Linked DNA regions of Mus musculus: all the other regions are linked to region 1. A link is a contact called in public Hi-C data. All regions are on one chromosome and are shown on one strand. Each heading gives the region's core, a stretch centred on a gene start, on an enhancer-like site or on the middle of the called end of the contact. The rest is flanking DNA. Distances are from core to core; before and after follow the strand shown. Region 1 overlaps Gm15555 (predicted gene 15555). Region 2 has its middle 13 kb from the start of Hspa13. Region 3 has its middle 71 kb from the start of Hspa13.

What was found. Hi-C and Micro-C count contacts between places; a contact is called where the count stands out from the background.
Region 2: a contact with region 1 is called in a Hi-C map of the G1E-ER4 cell line, with 4 times the contacts expected there. The contact joins two enhancer-like sites. A contact is called at or near these places in 3 of 15 datasets of contacts at CTCF or cohesin (the G1E-ER4 cell line, large pre-B cells and pro-B cells), 40 of 484 Hi-C or Micro-C datasets (the AML12 cell line, B cells, the Ba/F3 cell line and 23 more), 3 of 115 datasets of contacts at active chromatin or transcription factors (CD8 T cells, acute myeloid leukemia and bone marrow-derived dendritic cells) and 1 of 9 other capture datasets (liver).
Region 3: a contact with region 1 is called in a Hi-C map of the G1E-ER4 cell line, with 4 times the contacts expected there. The contact joins two enhancer-like sites. A contact is called at or near these places in 3 of 484 Hi-C or Micro-C datasets (the G1E-ER4 cell line, the HPC-7 cell line and embryonic stem cells) and 1 of 115 datasets of contacts at active chromatin or transcription factors (bone marrow-derived macrophages).

The regions. Positions count from the first base shown.
Region 1 is chr16:76,004,220-76,008,042 of GRCm38.p6, reverse strand. All of the region lies in intron 2 of Gm15555 (predicted gene 15555), which reads right to left. Among named protein-coding and RNA genes, the nearest start is that of Gm15555, 5.3 kb to the right of the region's middle. Within about 2 kb of position 2,117, at least 5 of the 459 cell types and tissues checked have an H3K27ac peak or open chromatin away from gene starts, as enhancers often do. A contact at or near this core is called in the G1E-ER4 cell line, where this site is marked.
Region 2 is chr16:75,777,797-75,781,619 of GRCm38.p6, reverse strand. No RefSeq gene overlaps it. Among named protein-coding and RNA genes, the nearest start is that of Hspa13, 13 kb to the right of the region's middle. Within about 2 kb of position 1,714, at least 4 of the 459 cell types and tissues checked have an H3K27ac peak or open chromatin away from gene starts, as enhancers often do. A contact at or near this core is called in the G1E-ER4 cell line, where this site is marked.
Region 3 is chr16:75,836,128-75,839,950 of GRCm38.p6, reverse strand. No RefSeq gene overlaps it. Among named protein-coding and RNA genes, the nearest start is that of Hspa13, 71 kb to the right of the region's middle. Within about 2 kb of position 1,715, at least 29 of the 459 cell types and tissues checked have an H3K27ac peak or open chromatin away from gene starts, as enhancers often do. A contact at or near this core is called in the G1E-ER4 cell line, where this site is marked.

The DNA.
Region 1 (3,823 bases), core at 868-3,367:
TTCAATGAATAGTTGTAAGCAATATGAATGGATTAATAAAGGCTTATGACTCCAGCAAGATAAAATATTAATAAGCATGGAGAGCCCGTGATGCAGTGTTTGTAAGTGTGAGCTCTGAGTGGAGCAGGTATGAACTCTCTTTCCTGCGCTGCTCCTTGTAGGCTGTGTGGCTGTGGAAGGTGCCTGGGCTCCTCTAATCTCTGCATTAGCCTGGACGAGATGGATTGCAGAAGTCCAAGTCTACTTTTCCAGGTTGCAGGAAAGCTTTAACACATGGGATAGACTTCAGAGGGGCTGCTGCCTCAGACTCTAGAACAAAACCTCTGATGTCTAGATGGAGGTATCATGGTTGGTATTGCTCACAGTTAAGAACTGCAAATTAAGAAAAGTTTTTCAAAATGTAACTTACCCCCTTCTGCTTGTCCTTCTAAACCTTCTCATACCCACATCAGGTCCCCTTCAAATTCATGACATATGTGAATATGAGGCTCTCTCCCTCTCTCTCTCTCTCTCTCTATATATATATATATATATATATCTCCTTTGATACTGTCTATTTCTTACCCTTATACATTTTTTAGTGATGACCACTCAGTATTGGGTAACAAATTAAAGATCTCATCTCTGCTAAAGATAGTAGTTTCTCCTCTCTCAGAGGCAACCAATATTGTGTAGCCCTTCATCCGGGATATGGATTTTGCTTTTCAAAAATTTGTTGAAGAACAAAAATGGAAAGGGTAGAATGAAGCCGAACCTAGTTGTAGCTCCCCACTCCTGTCTTAAAGCTGAATTATATAGCCACAGGTACCAAATGAGTGTGAGAAAAATGGTTACTTTAAATGCAGAGGACTAGCATGTATAAAATATATGACATATTTCAAAGAATATATAAAAACAAGCATAATATATCTTGGTAGTGAGAATTATTTGCTGACAGTGTTTGAGATAGGATAAGTGAAATATGGCTCATTTCCATTTTTATTTTATTTTATTTTTTTAAGGTACAACGTTTGTATTTAGATGACTTTATATTTGACCACTTCGCTGCCCATCAAGGTCATCTTACCCCTTCCAAAGCAAAACTTCAACAGTTTTCTGTCAAGCCTTTCTGAAAACAAAGAAAGGAGCTTCTTCCATTCATATAATCCACCTATAATTCCTTTCTTTGAGTTGTTTTATCTCCACTTGAATTAAAAGGACATATTGATGACCCCCTCCAAGTGCTGAGACCTTTGGCATCAGATCCAAAACACCTTACTTTAGGATCCATTTTAGGATGGATAATCAATGTTCTTACCAACTCCTGACAACCCACTTCTCTCATAAATGAATTCAGAGTACATTCATTGCAAAGATGCCACTACCAAATGATACTTAGAATGTTTATCTCAGAGCTGCAACTCAAGTTTAATATCTGGCGCTCATAGCTATATCCTACCATTTCCTAAACATGGCTACAAGACGTGCCTCTGCTTTCAAATCTGATCTCCCAAATTTTACCTGAATGTTCACAGTCAAAGTCATGGCTGGTCTAGTCTCCATCCCTAAGTAAACCTCTGGAATATGGTTTGTAGCCTTTGGCCTCTGCATAGAGGAAGGCTTGGGAGAGACATGCCTCTGCAGAATGTGGGGATGGCTGCCTTGTAGTAGGTGGGACTCCTTTGCATCTTGAGAAAATTACTGGAAGTATTTCTACTTCAGGGGCAAACAATCATTTAGCACAGGGGCATAAGGGAAGTCCTCTGCAATATTGATGGCTTTGTAAAGTGTCAAGTCTTTGTAAAGGAGGCTTTCCATGAATTAATATAGAATAGAATGTCAAAGACAAAGGATTTAGCAACTACTGCAATAGAGAATAAATCGCAAAGCAGTTACCACACACAAAGTTTTCTAAACTCCTGGCAGGTAGAATTCAAAGGGAAACTAAGGCTTGTGACTTTGCTAAAATGCCAGAGTCAAGGCCAGAGTTCTGGCTTCCCAAATATCAACTTTTTCTTTGGCCTCTGCAACAAGCATGAATGTCAATGCTGTGTGCGCACACACTGCACAAGAGAAAGAGAGAGAGAGAGAGGAAAGAGAGAGAGAGATGGGGGTAGTATAGGGGTCATTGGAAGAGTGTGTTTAGGGGAGGTGAGAAGCAAGGAGGATGGGTTTATGATAAGAGAAAGGATTCAACAATATAATATATATGCTAAATGAGTCTGTTATCTGGAGAACCACAGCAGATAAAAAAAATCTTGAGCTGGCAATGAAGTTAATAGAGTTGAGTTTTATTCCCACTCGTGGCTGGGAACTGTGTGTCCTTGGGAATGTTATTGAATTACTCTGACCCTAAGTTTGTGAGCACTGTGGATAGAAAGATTTGCTTCTTAGTTTGTGGTGAGGATTAAATGTTATTGCGCACGTTAACCACCTGGCACCCTGCATGCTAATGGCCGTTTCCCTTTCTCTGCAAGCCCTCACACCAGGACAGAGCAATCTTTTTAATTTAATATCCTTGACTAAATGGCTTTAAGTCAAACTATCACCATTGCTTAGATATCGTTTTGTTAAAAAAAAAAAAGCTGCTCAAAATAATTTGTGATCAGCAATCTTTACCTAAAAGCATTGATTTTTTTCCTAGGCTGGACAAGATGTAGCAATAGGATTTATTGTTGATGTGCATTAGAAAACTCAAGGTCTGACTCTCCACAAACTGCCTTGAATACCAGGTATATAGTGCAATATTTGACAATTCAGTCTGAGATGCCTACCACAGGGGACAACCACAAACAAGAAAGCCCATCGTGGGTGCATTTGCTCTATTGCACATTTCATAAGTCAGGGGTGTCTCTTCCCTTATATTTTTAAAATGCAAGTTCAATTTTGTAACTACTCATTCATCGACATTCTGTGCTCATAAAAAACACAGGAGAAATCAATTAAATTGTTCCCAGCTACCAGATGTTAAGGAGAGAGTAATATAACAGAGTCAAGCACAGTTTTAAAGACAAACAATATGATGCGTGTCTAACAGTTGCTTAGAGCTCAGCAGTAATGAGGCCAAGGTCAGGAGTTCAATCTCCCATGGCCAGTTAGCTTTGCTTCAGTCTGGAGCCACCAGCAGTATATGTGCTATACATCTTGAATGTTCACCCCATTGATGGTTAAGGTGCATTGCAGAGAAGGTAACAGCAAGATTTTATAGGCCACAGGAAGGACAGCTTAAGGATAATTCTGCCTTCTGCTTGCTTTCTCCTATCTATAAAGGCGTTCTGTCACCATTATCAGTCTTAAGGCTACTAAGTGTAGCCCATTGCTTTCAGCTTTCAAGGATGCATTGGGTAGCAGCTGAAGTGCTAAGAAAGGAAAGTGCCAAGAAAGAAAGGAATGGCTTTTCCACAATGATTCCCCAGCCTTGTGAGGAGGGGATATTCCTGAACATTCTGGCTGTATCTTACTTACATCATGGTCTCTCGAGGTGTGAACAACTGCTACCTCATGCTTCCAGTGCCACAGATGAAGGCAATCCCCTCTGTCATCCCTTCCCTACCATGGTAAAGGGATCATTCTACAAATAAAGACAAATTCAACCTCTCCTCCTTCAAGCTCTTTCTGTGAGGTGTTTTATCCACTGCTATGCAGAAGTATTATTACATACTGCCTTCACTGAACTGTACTGGCACCTTCACCATCCTGCGAATTGATCAGTGAAGAAATCTACTTACTTAGATGTTAATCTCAGCTTAAAGAATGCCTTCATGGGGGTGTCTACACCGGTGTCTTACCAAATATCTGAAACCCATGCTGAAGTGTCTTGATACCTAAGATTTTGTTATCGCTG
Region 2 (3,823 bases), core at 465-2,964, 230 kb after region 1:
TAAACTCAAAATTCTTAAGGAGGAGAAATAATTTCTGTGGAATAGTAGCTTTTTATATGATCTTAAGACAAAGAGATTTAAGAGTGCCTCCTAAATTGGCTCTTAAATATTTTAAACGGCTGTGACTCGGCAGTGACTCCTGGGTTTAAGTGGTTTTGAGTGCCACTCACACTGCCTATATATATTTGTTTACATAGCCTTAGTCCATACTGTATTTTATAAGAATAGGAGGGATTTATTTCAAAATTCCTGAATCGTGCATTGCATATAAAACTCTGTCTGTCATATGAAATGATGTAAATACGTACTTGTCTAGGTGGTAGGATTCATGGATCTGTACACAAACGTCAACCCAGTTATCTTACAGTATCTGCCTGACAAATGATTAAATGGAGTTAATTGTATGGCCTACATGCCTCGAGATAGAACGAGAACAAAGCTAACTGTTCTAGAAGCCCCGTCTCCCATCTCCCGTCTCCCTTACCTCACTAACATTGTACTCAACCTCAAAGCGTGTTCAGCTGTGACTTCCTGTAGACATTCTGGTGGACTAAGAAATTTTGTATAAATTTGATCATTCTTAGCATGCCAGCAAGAGCATGAAAGCTCAAAATTACATTTATTCTCCACAAATAGCTGTTTGAATTAGTAAGACACCTGGACAGCTACGGGTCATATATCAGCAGTCGCTAACCTTCAGCTTCCAAGGTATTGCATTGGTTCATGTGAACTGCTTATCACAACCCCACATTTGCTCTCATAAAAGCCCTTACATGGTGTGTTTCAACAGCCAGGTAATAGTTACAAAAGGCAGACAACAAATTAAATGCAGGAAAATTGGCAATTTTATTTATGGAAGTTCATCAATACTATCAAACATTACTACCAGCAGTTGCAAAATGCAACACATGCTACTTAGCTTCTTATATTTTCATATTCTCTTGGAAATCCAATAAGCAATGGGATCATTTCTCCCACATAGAGAAAGTATAAATTCATGAGGTAAGCAGAGACTTGAGCCATCCAATGTCTCCAATGACTTCTATCCTGATGGGGATGATTCTTATCCAATAATTTTCAAAGCATAATTCATAAACCTTAAAGCAGCCTGAATATCTGTTCACACAAACAAGAACATATACAAACAAAGCACATGGCCAAAGTTAAGAGAACAGAATTATACAAAAGCTCTAGCACAGATACATACACACAAATCACTCTGCTCTCCTCCAAAGAATAAACACAAGTGGATCTCTTGGGAAACCTTGAACAATAACAGCAAAAAAAAAAAAAAAAAAAAAAAAAAAAAAAAAAAAAAAAAAAAAAAGAGAAAAATCATTAAAATGGAAAAACTCTGGGACAATTACATGCAAGTAGTTGATGCTATTGACAACTAGAGTGTGGCCCTCTCCTCACAGTCTGCAAAAAAGACTTGAATATAGTATTACTAGACTTTTCTCCATATATGTGTATGTATATATATATGTATATATATGTATGTATACATATATAATTTAAATATTTAAAAATCATATAATTATGCATGTTTACAAAAACATCATTGCCAACCATGGTGACACAAGCCCGTACTATTAGAACGTGGTAAACTGAAGGAGAAGATGCTGGGTTGGAGGCCAGCCTGCGCTACATAGTGAGATACTGTCAACACAACATAGAGAAAGTGTGGTGGTGTGTGTGTGTAGTGGGGAGGTAGAGAGGAGCTGTAGTTGCTTAGCTCTTGTTTACAGCTTTTAGTTCCTAAGCCTTTTAGTAAAGAGAGAGAAACAGTGCCAAGCTGCCTCACTGTTCCTTTACAGGGCAATGCTGCATTTATTTGATGCACACATTTTATTTAATTTAATTGTGTGGCCTTGCAGTCGTTTCACTGCTTAGGGTTTCTCAATAAAGATCTTGATCTACCTTCCATCCTAAAAGTTGATACCTGATAAACAAAGATGCAGGGTGAAGGTTAGATATTAAGAAGTAATTTTAGATGCCACACGTAAAAGAAACAGAGATTTGGTACAAAGGACTTAAGAAGAACAAGGATTCTTCATAAAAAGTAGAACAAATAACTGTGGAAATTGAAAAGGGATCTTAGGTGTGAAATAGGGTCAAGTTAAAAAGCCTTCTTTGCTGTGTAACAGAGACACCTGCTGGTCACTAAACATTTCATGGCTCAAAACCCCAAATACATTTGATCCTTTGCTCTAAAGGAAACACTCCCACACAAAGTCTTTATGCTCCTGGAAACTCAAACATAAATATGATGAACAGGCTCCATAAAACAGATAATAATTAAATTAATTTCATGTATGTTCACTCATATTAAATCTTGAACAGGAAGTGAACCCTGCCAGCTAAATGCTTATTCCATTTTCCTGGACGTACTCTGTATGACACAACTCTAGAAGACACACAAGAGACACGTGAGCACAGCACACTCTGGTCCTTTAAGAAGAAGCAGGTGTTTTTGTTTCTGAAGATGCACAGTAGCACTATGGTCAGCAAAAGATGAAACCCTGAACAACACACACTTCTTTAGTCACTTGTTTAGGATTGTGGTATTTGAAAACTAACGCAAACGATGATTATCTAAAGGCACTGGAGGTTAATCTTATACTCTTTTAAGGGGATTAAACAAACTGACTTGCTTTTCTCACAATAATAGAAGACTGATGCGACGTCTCCATAGAAACTAGATCTATTCTTGCAAGGTGTCGGCCTTGAGGACTGATCAGATGCTATGATGGTACACGGGGAATTCTCCCCTACCAGAATGTTTACTCATTGGTGATGCATCCCTGTTCCTTAAATAATGCAAACTGAAAGAAACACCATGGTTAAACACAGTTTTGGATAATGAAATATTCTTTATACTTTAGAACATGAACGGATATTTCATGTTTTGTAACAAAAATCTGATTAGACTTTAGAAGCCAAAATTATAATTACAATCTAAGACAACACATAGCACATAAGTTAGATAATATGCATACTAGATTCATAATGTAGGCATGTGAAGTTGCTTATTTTAATCAACTAACTCATCAATTAAAAAGAAGTTATTCACACTGTGTGCAATACTGCACTTAGCAGCATTCAGACACAGAACTATAAGAAAGTCTCTTTCCACTGAGCCCAGATTTTAATTGGATATATCACTTATTTCACATAAATAATAATGTGCAATAAAAGTCAGAATTTAATTATCAGCTAAATTAAGTGATGATTAACCAAAGCCGTGAAGAAGTTCAAACATGGGAGCTGTGTTACCCAGAGCAATGGCCCAATGGAAACGAGCACTGAGGGGCTGGCGACAGTGAGCTAGATTTGTGGAGGAGAAGATCTAGAGAACTGTATTTCATGTGATTCCCAGAACCTTAACTTCACTGCGCAACCAAAGAGAAGGTACAGAAAAGGGGCCTTCGTTGGACAAAAAAATGTAGACAAGGAGCTCCTATCCTTTAAGCAGAGGGTGAATTGAGGGTTCTAGCAAGAAATGTTTGGCTGGAAAAGAATGGGCCAATTGGACGAATTTTTGAAAGCCTGGCAATAAAGTTTAGATTTGATGCATTAAAGTATAAAATGGGTTTTGATAAATTCAAAGAGAGTGGCTTAATAAATTCCGTCTTTAAGAGAGATTAGTCTGGCAGCCACATTCGCCATAAGTGGTCTAATATGGATTGGTTCCACTTGAGTTACTTGGCTAACAATATTTGGACTCAAAATTCATCTACAAAGAAAGCATTTCATATATCTTTATATATTTTATTTTACAGGATGGTTAAATTATTTATTTGGTGTCTACACTAATAATACA
Region 3 (3,823 bases), core at 466-2,965, 170 kb after region 1:
AAAGTCTAAGACAAGAGCAAGGGTTCTGTGTTACAAAGTGGTGTATTTACCAAAATTAACTGCAATGAATTGTATATTTCAAAATGACTAGAAGGGCAGATTTTAACATTCTCACCAGAAATGTTGATGAGCTGATGCATATGTTAACTGGTCTGAAATATATGTATGAGGCCCAGCATTATATATCATGCTCTATAAATATAGACTTTTGATTTTTCAATGACAAAATTATAAAGAAATCAATTTAATAAAATCATATTCATAAAGCATTGTGGTGGGTTTATAATAAATAAAGGTGTAACTGTATTATAATATTATAAAGGTAGGAAGGGAAAGGGATTCAGGCTATAGAAGCAAACGTATAATATATACTGCTTAAAATAAGTTAATAGTTATATGGATAATATCCTGCAGTTAAGATATTAACTTTTATTCTCAAAGCAATCATTAAGAAACTATAAAAACAAACAAACACCTCAAAATAATGTTAGGAGACTTTTTCTGAGGAGACCTGAATAAATTTCTGCTTTTCTGAGCTAGGGAATTAATGACAGGGCAAAGTAAAAATTCTACCAATGTCCAATTTGGAGAACCAACAGGTCCATTGGGATTACATACAGCAGTCTAGGTAATGTCCAGATTATTTTTATCTCAACTTGGCACAAGCTAGAGTCATCAGAGAGAGTCATATTTGAAAAACTATCTCTATAAGAAAAGTCTTTTGTTTCCCCCCATATCCACAGGCTCTCTTGTCCCTTTCTTGGTCACCCAAGTAATGTTTGGTATAAGCTTCACCTCGTGGAGCAGGCCCTTAAGTCAGATCAGTATTGGTTGGTTACTTCAATAAGCTTTATGTCACCTTTCCTGAAGCATATCTCACAGGCTGGTCACAGCTGTAGAGCAAAAGTTTTGTGGCTGGCTTTGTGTTTACGTTTCTGTTTTCATAGCACTCAGAATCCTTCCATACCAAAGAAACTAGAGCTAGCAGGGAAGCTCTATGTAGGCACCAGCCTGACTTCTTTGTATAGGTGTTTTCTGCAGCAGTGGTGCCTTGCTACCTATTGCTTTGTCAACAGCTTAGCTTGTTTAGGGATTCCCATGAGATCCGTTTGGCCAACAACTCAATTAGCTATAACACAAATCCAAATACTGAAAGCTTCGTTAGGAGACAAGAGATGTCCTGTTTGGGCTCTGTCTCCCAACTGGAGACAATGGATATTTAAATGTTGTTCAGTCACATGGTGTCTACATTCCATCCCAAGTGAAAATAGACTATAAGGTACAGGAAAAAAATGTACATTACATATCCGCAGGAACATATAAACATTTGATATCACTAAATAAATACAAGTACACCTAGTAGATTCCAACAAGCTACTCCACAATAACAGGGAAAACTCACATTATTAAAAATTAAAGTTAAAAGTTTAAATTAAAAGTGGACAAAATTTTGAACAGATATTTCTACAAAGTGGATATATGAATGACCCGAGAGTTCACAAAAGCACACTAAATAACACTGGACATTAGGGAGATGCAGATCAGAAGGCCATTAAAATGTTACTTCCAATCAGGTGGGACAGCTAGAATTAAAGGAAAAGATGCTGAGCAAGAGGGAAAACTAAAACCTGGATGCGCTGTGATAGGAACGTAGAATGGTGTACATACTTTATCAGTTCCTCCAGAAGAGGTGAAGACAGAGTTTTGAAATGATTCAGCAATTCCAATACCTGGTATTACACAAGATAACTGAAAAAGAAAGTCCCATGACAAAGCATAGTCACACAAGTTCTTAGTAACATTATTCACCTTTGTGAAAATGAAGAACAACCCAAATCTCTATCCACCTATGAATGGGCCAAAATCTTGCAATGGAAAATTACGAAGGCTGTGGAAGGAGTCTGGTACCGGTACTACAAGCAGGTGAACCTTGTAAACACTGTGTTAAGAGAGAGACGCCAGGAATATGATGATGTCATAGACTGTAACTTCTAATTTTAAAAGGCAGACTCTCAGCTGGAAAGATTGCTCAGTGGTTAAGAGCCAGTAGCACTCTTGAGTTCCTTTCCCAGTACCTATGGTTGGTGACTCACAACCATGTGTAAGTCAAGCTCTAGGGCATCTGACACAACTTTCTTGCTCTGATATATACCTATAGTCCTGTAAATGTATCATCACATAACCACCTATACAACCAAAAAAAAATCTTCAAATGATAAATCTTGTATGGTGCTGATTATTTCTCAATAGAACTGTTGCAAAATATTCATGTACTTCAGTTTAATTCAAACAGGATATTTTCTGAGCCTTGGAAAAATTTAAAGCACTTTAAGTTACTGCATTATACAAAAATGGTTGAAATGAATAGCTCTATGCCACTAAATCGTCACACTCTGTCTTGTGTGTCCATTGGAGCCATCCAGGCAGGGAATTTTGAAATCTGTTTAAGTTGATCTAGACAGAATGCAACCTTAGTAGTAGAATTTTTAAAATCTTCATTCTCGTACTTGTAGCAAAGTTGAGATATATGGCTTCTTGGTCATCTTCTGTTTAAATATTTAGTTAATCATTAGAACCCAGTGATTTTACTATGTCACATAAATGTCAACCCCATATATTGAATATATTACACATGAATCTCCAATCTTACCTACCCAAAAGAACTAGGTTATACCATCATCCATCCAGAATCAACTTTCTTCTCCCTCATATTTTACATGCATTCACTCATCCAGTTACAACAGATATCAGTGATGGAATATAGGCAATACATGTATTCTCTTCCCTTTTCCCCCTCTACATCAGTATATATATATACACACACATATACATATATGTGTGTGTGTGTGTGTGTGTGTATACTAATTATATATATGTATATATATATATAAATCAATATCAATAGCACCATAAAAATCGTTCTAATTCCACACTCTATCTTTTCTACTCTGTTCAGAGAGAGATTCTCCAATCCCACTGTGATAATACAACAGTCCAATTTAAGAACCCTTCCTTCCTTGCCTCTTATGTACTTTCTGGATGAGATCCAAGCATTCATTTAACCTGCCTTAAACGGTCCATTTCTACCTAATTCTCCAGTCCACGAATTTACCACTCCTGCCTCATTACCCTGTCCTCTACTGTAGGGAGACAGCTTTCAGATTTTCCAGTGGGATCTGGGCACATCACGTTTAAACTGATCAGAAAGTCTTCTTTTTATCTCTAGGATACTCTCCAATCTTCGCTGAAGCTCTTAGCTGTTCAGACTTGCCTCTGCTGTTAGACTTTGGATGCCTTCAGTGCAGATTCATTTTCTGCCATGTTTTCTCATGTGGTGACATGACAAGAATCTGCCACTTGCAAAAGCTATGTGGTTACTCCTTGAAACTGATGGCTCTCTAGGGCAGGAATTATAACCTCTGCACCGAGTTAGGAGCCAGCATTTAATACATAATTAATAATCTAAACTGTCTAACAGCGAATGGTCAGCTTTGTTGATTTTTTTCAGGTTTGATAAAGCTGTATTATGATATGATTACTATATGTCATCATAATTTCTATTTAGAACAATATACAGTTGTGTGAATGTGTATATTCATGTATTTGTGTTCATTTTATGTGTGTGTATACATGACTATATTCAACTATACATACCTGCACATAGGATCACTGACTATTGATGGCTCTACCTAACATTTTTTTCAACTATACAATTGTGTAAAAGTGATATTTATTCAGAAGAAACCTTACTTGTGGTTTTGAGTGTTGAACTTTTCCCACATCTAATCCAGCTAGATAAGACGATAAGAGTATTTATCTTCTG